Regions from separate parts of the Mus musculus genome. Here region 1 is linked to region 2. Evidence: chromatin contacts called from public HiChIP or PLAC-seq data. All regions are on one chromosome and are shown on one strand. The core of a region is the stretch at or near the end of the contact, and the rest is flanking DNA. Distances in the headings are between cores, read along the strand shown.

Region 1 (2,918 bases), core at 349-2,848, 57 kb after region 2:
GACCCTGGTTCAGTTGTCAGCGCTGCAAAAAACAGATATTGTGGTGCACACCTGTAATCCCCCGCATTCCCCAATCAGACCTTGATCAGAAGTTCCAGGACCTCCCAGCTACAAAGAAAGCTTGCAGACCACCTGGGCTATTGTATAGGATCCCCCACCCCATTCTCATTGTTTATTTATGATAGACTAGTTCATTCATTATCATAATAAAGTACTGTGAAGTTTTTGTATTTTAGAGACAGGCTTTCTATTTTTAAAGAGGTATTTATTACTTATTTGTGTGTGTCTATGTGCCCATGAGTATAGGTACCTGTGGAGGCCAAAAGAGAGCATCAAACCCCCTGGAGCTGGAGTTACAAGTAGTTGTGAGCTACTCGATGTGGGTGCTCAGAATTGTACTTGGGTTCTCTGGAAGCTTAACCACTAAAGGCAACTCTCCGAACTGCCACCAACCCAGCCTTTTTAAGACAGGGTCTCACAATTGACTCCTCCTTCACTAGAATTCACTATGGAGATGAGGCTGGCCTGGAACTCACAGAGATCTGCCTACCATTGCCTCCCAAGGGGTGTACCACCATGTTTGACACCTGGACAGTCTATTTTTGTGTATGTTCATATTTGGGGGGAGGGGGGCCTTCGCTGGATGAGGCTGTACGAAAGACACAGGCATGGAGGCAAGTTTGTGTCAAACATATACACATGTATATGTATATACACATATATACACATATACGCAAGTAGGCCGGAGGTTGACATTGGGTGTCTTCCTCAATTGCTCTCCCACTCTTCCTTCCCTACCCCCACACTCCTCAAGGTCTTACTTTGTAGCTCTGGCTGTCCTGGAACCCACTTGTAGGCCAGGCTGGCCTTAAATCCACAGAGATCTTCCTGCCTTTTCCTCTGCTTCTTGAGTGCTGTGATTAAGGTGTGAACCACAACACCCAGCCACTTTATTTTTTGGAAACAAGAGTCTCTTACTAGACCAGGAGCTCACCAACCGGCTACACAGGCCGGCCAGCAAGCCCCAGATATCCACCTGCCTTCACCTCCCCCAGCACTGGGTTTACACCGGCCACTGGGAATCCTAACTCAACTTCAGGTCTTCATGCTTTTATGGCAACCACTTAAGCGACCAAGTCGCCTTTCCAGCATTATCCCACCACCACCTTCCCCTACTTTGATAGCAGATCTTTTATAGCCCAGGCTGGCCTCGAATTCAAGATCCTTCTGCCTCAGTCGCTTTTCTAAGAAAATACTTCCCTGTAGTCTTGGGTTGGTGGGCATTATTGCAGTGAGACCTCCATAGCCTTAGGTGGCGCTGCGAGCAATGCTTATACCTCCCCTAACACTCATTCTCTTAGCAATGGCGGGTGATGAGTGGGCCTCTCTTTGCAAGGGTGTCTATTTTGAAGCCTGATTGCAACTAGAAATGAATGTCCGTTCGCAGCCGGCCAGATCTCTGACTTCACGGAGAGTTATAAAAAACAACGACATGTTTTTTTACCTTGTTGCATGATCTCGAGAGGCGGAAGCTGCATAAAAGACACAGCGTGGCGGTGAATTTGAGCCAAGCCTCAGGCGGAGATGCGGGCAGCCCTAGGGCGGGCGGGGTCCTCGGCTAGAAGCGAGCCGGCGGCCTGTGGAGGGGACTGACTGAGCAGCGCACCCGGGACCCTGGAGGTGCGGTAGAGCAAGCGGGCCCTGAGCTGACAGATCCAGGGCTTGGCCAGGACTGTGGACGAGTGGATCGGCGAGTGCAGGGCGCAGCCATGATCACTTCAGCCGGTGAGTGCTGCCGGGAGCAGGCGCCCCAGTGAGGAGCCGCCGCCGCGCCGGCGTTTAGCTGAGTCAGGGCGGGTGACTGGGCACCTCCGGGTCGAGCGCCGGCCTGCGAGGCCCCTCTGCCCGAGGCCCACCTCGGGGATCGAGGGCTGGGAAACTGGCCAGGTCACTGCAGGCCCCTGGGGTTCGTAGGAATAGGACCAGGTAGCCACCCGGCCGTCCCTCTCCAGCCACACCCCCGTTCCAGGACCAGACCGGGCTCCTAGGCGGTCGCTGGACCTTTATTCTCTGTCCGCTTCTTGGTCGAGTGACCCCCCAATCCTTCCCCGCAGGTGTTTCGGTTTGGGATGGGCCCCGGTGTCATCGTAAGCATCTTATAGCAGGTCCTGGCCTGGCAGCCTAACTGCTACACTAAGTGCTTCTGGCTTGTGCATGAGATATCTTCTCCTGGAAGTCCGAAATTAGGTTTGAGGTGGCTGGGTTTTTGGTGCTACCGTATTCACCTAAGAACCTCGTTCAGTGAAGGCAGCATTGACTGGAGAGCCACCTTACTGTGTGTGTTTAGATCCTCAGGACTGCAAAGCAGGTTTCGCACACTTGTATGGTAGATACTTGTAATGGCTTTTGAAATGGGAAGGTGTGGAGGGAGATGAACTTCTACATGGAGATTTTTCAAGCCCACTACAGACTTGAACTGCGTATAGCTGTTCCCAGTCTCGATGCTTTCTCAGCCCTGGCTGCTTGCGTACCCTTGCTTGGTTGTTATTCCTATTCTGTACTTGTTCTACAAGTATTTGATTTTGAACAAACGGGTTCTCAGTAGACAGTATGCTGTACGGTGGGGAGGGTCTCACTGTGTAGCTCTAGCTGTCCTCGAACTCACTGTGTAGACCAAGCTGACCTCAAACTCACAGAGATCTCCTGCCCCTGCTTCCTAAATACTAGGATTAAAAATGTGTAGTGTACTACTACACTCTGTGCTGGTTATTTTTAAACACGTGAAGAAGTGTTTGGACTTGAAGTTAGACTTTTGTCCTGATAGAGACAGATGATTGCAATGAATTTTAGTTCCCATCAAAAGAAGCATTTTCTTTTCTTTTTTCCAATTAGCTCTGGAGGAAAATACTAGATTTTTT
Region 2 (3,121 bases), core at 96-2,595:
ACCAACTAACCATCGCACACTGCAAGCGGGGCTCCTGCACCTTGGGCGGGTCTAGTTTGTGGTATGGATGGGAAATAGCGAGGAAAAAACATGCTAAAGAGATCTTTCTCTCTTTCTCCTCCACGCCAAGATTTTGTAGCTTCCCTACACTGTGGGGAGGAATTCACAGCATGCCATGTTTGTGGATGAGCCCTTTACAACTCTTTGGGCCACAGAGCAGAGCAGGTGCTGGGTTCAAGTCACCAGGTGAAGAAAAGGGACAGGAGATGAAGTCCACACCTGTAGTCTTACTACTCCAAGGGATTCATTCAGAGACCACTCGATCCCTTTGCACAAAAGGAATTATGGTGAAAAATTAACACCGAGCTAAATCACCTCTTTGTCCTCTCTGTTTTCTGGTCTTCCAGGCTGAGACTCTTCCCTGACTGATTAAAATGTCCCCCAAACACAGCTCTTCCTTCCTGGGCAATTGTTCTCTCATCCATAGATTCTTTCATTCTGTGGATTCCTGGATCTATATCATAATTCCTCCACCACCACCCCCCATCCTCCCAGCTCCTCAGGCACCTCCAACTGCATCTCCCAAAACCCTCACAACCCCTCCCCAAAGCAGTCCAGGGTTGTAGTGTGTGCCTGGGAGTAGGAATGGATCTCTGTGCCAGCACCTGGCCTCTCCCTTTGGCAGGCATCACTGCCCCAAGAAAGATGGATAATAGCTGTGAACTGGGTAACTTGCCTTCCTTTCTTCTAGAATTCGGAAGCTTTGGACATCATTCGGAGCTTTTTAAACTGCACCCCCTGCTAAGCCCCAGGTGAGGCCACAACTCACTAGGGGCCTCCTAGTGTCGGATGAATTAAAAATATTCGCTGAACAGCTCTTACTCAGGACACACAAGGCCAAAGGTAAGGGCACAAACTCAAGTGTTATAGGAAAGTAACAATGACTTCACACCTACTCTGCACTCTCTCCCTTCTATCTTGTCTCCCTCCTATCTTGTCTCCCTCCTCTCTTCCCTGAGGGCAAGAATCGCCATCCCTTTCGGATCTTTGGAGTCAGCTGAGAGTTGAGGCTTCCAAGACTGGAACTGGGTCCCCAGGAAGAATGAAAAGGAAAAGAGATACACGTAGGAATGAAACCCCCAGGCAACAATAGGCTGACCTCTCTCTTCCAACCCCACGCACTCCTCTAGCCAAAAAAAAAAAAAAAACAACGGTCCTGAAGCTTTGAAGACAAAAGCAGAGGACAAACTTTGAAGAGAGTTCCAAGTTTGCATACACCAGTCCCGCCCCTAGGGAATTCCCAGGGTAAACCTAGATCAAAGAACGGGCTACAGTGCCTCTGGTCTTCTAACCTGCAGCCATGCAGTGCCCCCTAGTGGTAGCGGTCTCTTTTGGTTTCCCTAACTCGGCAGAGGACATCTGATTCTTCTTTAGATAGACTTGAAGTCCTTTCTCTTTTCCCTTTTCAAAAGAAATGTGCTTCATGTGAGTTGAGAAATATGTACAATTTCTGTATTATGTATATTACAAATTCTAAAAATTAAAATACCATACACTTATTTTTTTCAAAACACAAAGAAAATCTTATATCAATTTTGTCAAATAAAAATTAAGGGCATACAGTTAAATTTGGATTTAAGAGCCATAAAAGCAAATTGCATGGAGCAATTATTTTATAAATGATGTAAAATGCAAGTTTAAGTGCCTTTTTGTGTGTTCATTTGCTAAGTCTGGCCACTCCATACCTTTAATATAGTTTTCCCTTTCCTGATGGAGGTTTTTACTAAATCAAGGGGTGGTACTTACTCATAAGGCAAATTGTTCAGCATCTTAATTTCCCTACTTATGGCCTGCCATAAACATCTCTCCTTGTACCAAGTGTTTTCTTTAATGACCTGAACTTTTAGATATCTGGAGATGACTGTAGTCTTTCAAGTTCTTTTATTCCCAACCCAAGAGTCCTTTCTGTTCCTTTCCTGGCTGTGACCCTTCTGAGGACACAATTGTTGTAACACAAATAAGGACAGGTGGGACTTTCCTCCAACTGTGGGTCTAATCCCAGCCATCAGTTCTGTTGTCTTGTACATTGCCTGGAACTGCTCAGTCAAGCTTCGATTGTGACACAGGGTAATAGTAACTGTGGCAATCATTGTGGGGTCCAGTCTGTCTTCTCCTACTAGATGACAACCTCCACATGCTCAAAAAACTTCTCATGCCCATTAGCATCTCTATCCCATTTTTATAGGATATGTTCAAATTGCTTGTACAGGACAAACATTCAAAAACTTCATGATAAAAACTATAACCCAGGGGCTGGAGAGAGGGCTCAGTGGTTAAGCGCACTCACTACTGTTTCAGAGGTTCTGAGTTCAATTCCCAGCAACCACATGTTGGCTCACAACCACTTGTAATGGGGATCTGATACCCTCTTTTGGTGTGTCTGAAAACAGTGACAATGTACTCACATACATTAAATAAATAAATAAATCTTTAAAACAAACAAACAACAAAACCAAAAAACTATACCCTAGGAAAGGTAAGAGTCTACCATGGCTGAGGTTCAGGGATAGAGTCAGGGGGAAAAGTGAGGGTTTGGGATCTCTGTAGAGCGAAAGATGGCTTTGGGTCAGACATACTGAACTTGGTTCCCTGCTCTGCCATTTTCTGGTTGTATGATTTGATCATCTCATCTTATGATACATCACAACCTCACTGGCTTAAACCGGTACATCCTTGCCACTTTCCAGTTCTGGTGGTTGACTTTAACTCTGAGATGCAGTCCCTTTTAGAGGTGGAGAGAGTCCATTTCTTCACCTCTCCAACCTCTAAGACCTGACCTTCAAAGGCTCCATTTGACCTTCAAAGCCAACGTTCTGACTTTATTTCCTCTACCTCTCCTTTGAGGATCTTTGGGGTTAGAACAGACCCACCTGGAGAAATTCAGAATAACTTGTTTTAAAACCATGTGTAACCTTTCATCCCCTTCCTTGCCTTGGGTAACCTAACATGTTCATCATAGTTAGATGGGAGCATCTGCAAGGGGGCCGGCAGGCTGCCTACCACAGGACTAGAGCAATGACGCAACCTCTGGCAGGCTGGATGTTTATAAAATGGAGTTCCT

What was found. HiChIP or PLAC-seq counts read pairs in DNA pulled down with a chosen protein or histone mark.
Region 1: an H3K4me3 HiChIP or PLAC-seq map of neural progenitor cells shows a contact between it and region 2, with 3 times the contacts expected there. The contact joins the promoter of Psmd1 here to the enhancer-like site in region 2. A contact is called at or near these places in 5 of 39 promoter capture datasets (the HPC-7 cell line, embryonic stem cells, hippocampal neurons and 1 more), 12 of 484 Hi-C or Micro-C datasets (B cells, CD4 T cells, the CH12 cell line and 7 more), 12 of 115 datasets of contacts at active chromatin or transcription factors (the SCID.adh cell line, T-cell acute lymphoblastic leukemia, astrocytes and 5 more) and 1 of 9 other capture datasets (adipose tissue).

Annotation. Positions count from the first base shown.
Region 1 is chr1:86,063,021-86,065,938 of GRCm38.p6, forward strand. It overlaps Psmd1 (proteasome (prosome, macropain) 26S subunit, non-ATPase, 1), which reads left to right and starts at 1,599. Exons shown (of 25, transcript NM_027357.2): 1 at 1,599-1,785. The coding sequence starts at 1,770.
Region 2 is chr1:86,006,671-86,009,791 of GRCm38.p6, forward strand. No RefSeq gene overlaps it. Among named protein-coding and RNA genes, the nearest start is that of Spata3, 14 kb to the right of the region's middle. Within about 2 kb of position 1,346, at least 18 of the 459 cell types and tissues checked have an H3K27ac peak or open chromatin away from gene starts, as enhancers often do. A contact at or near this core is called in the CH12 cell line, memory CD8 T cells and neural progenitor cells, where this site is marked.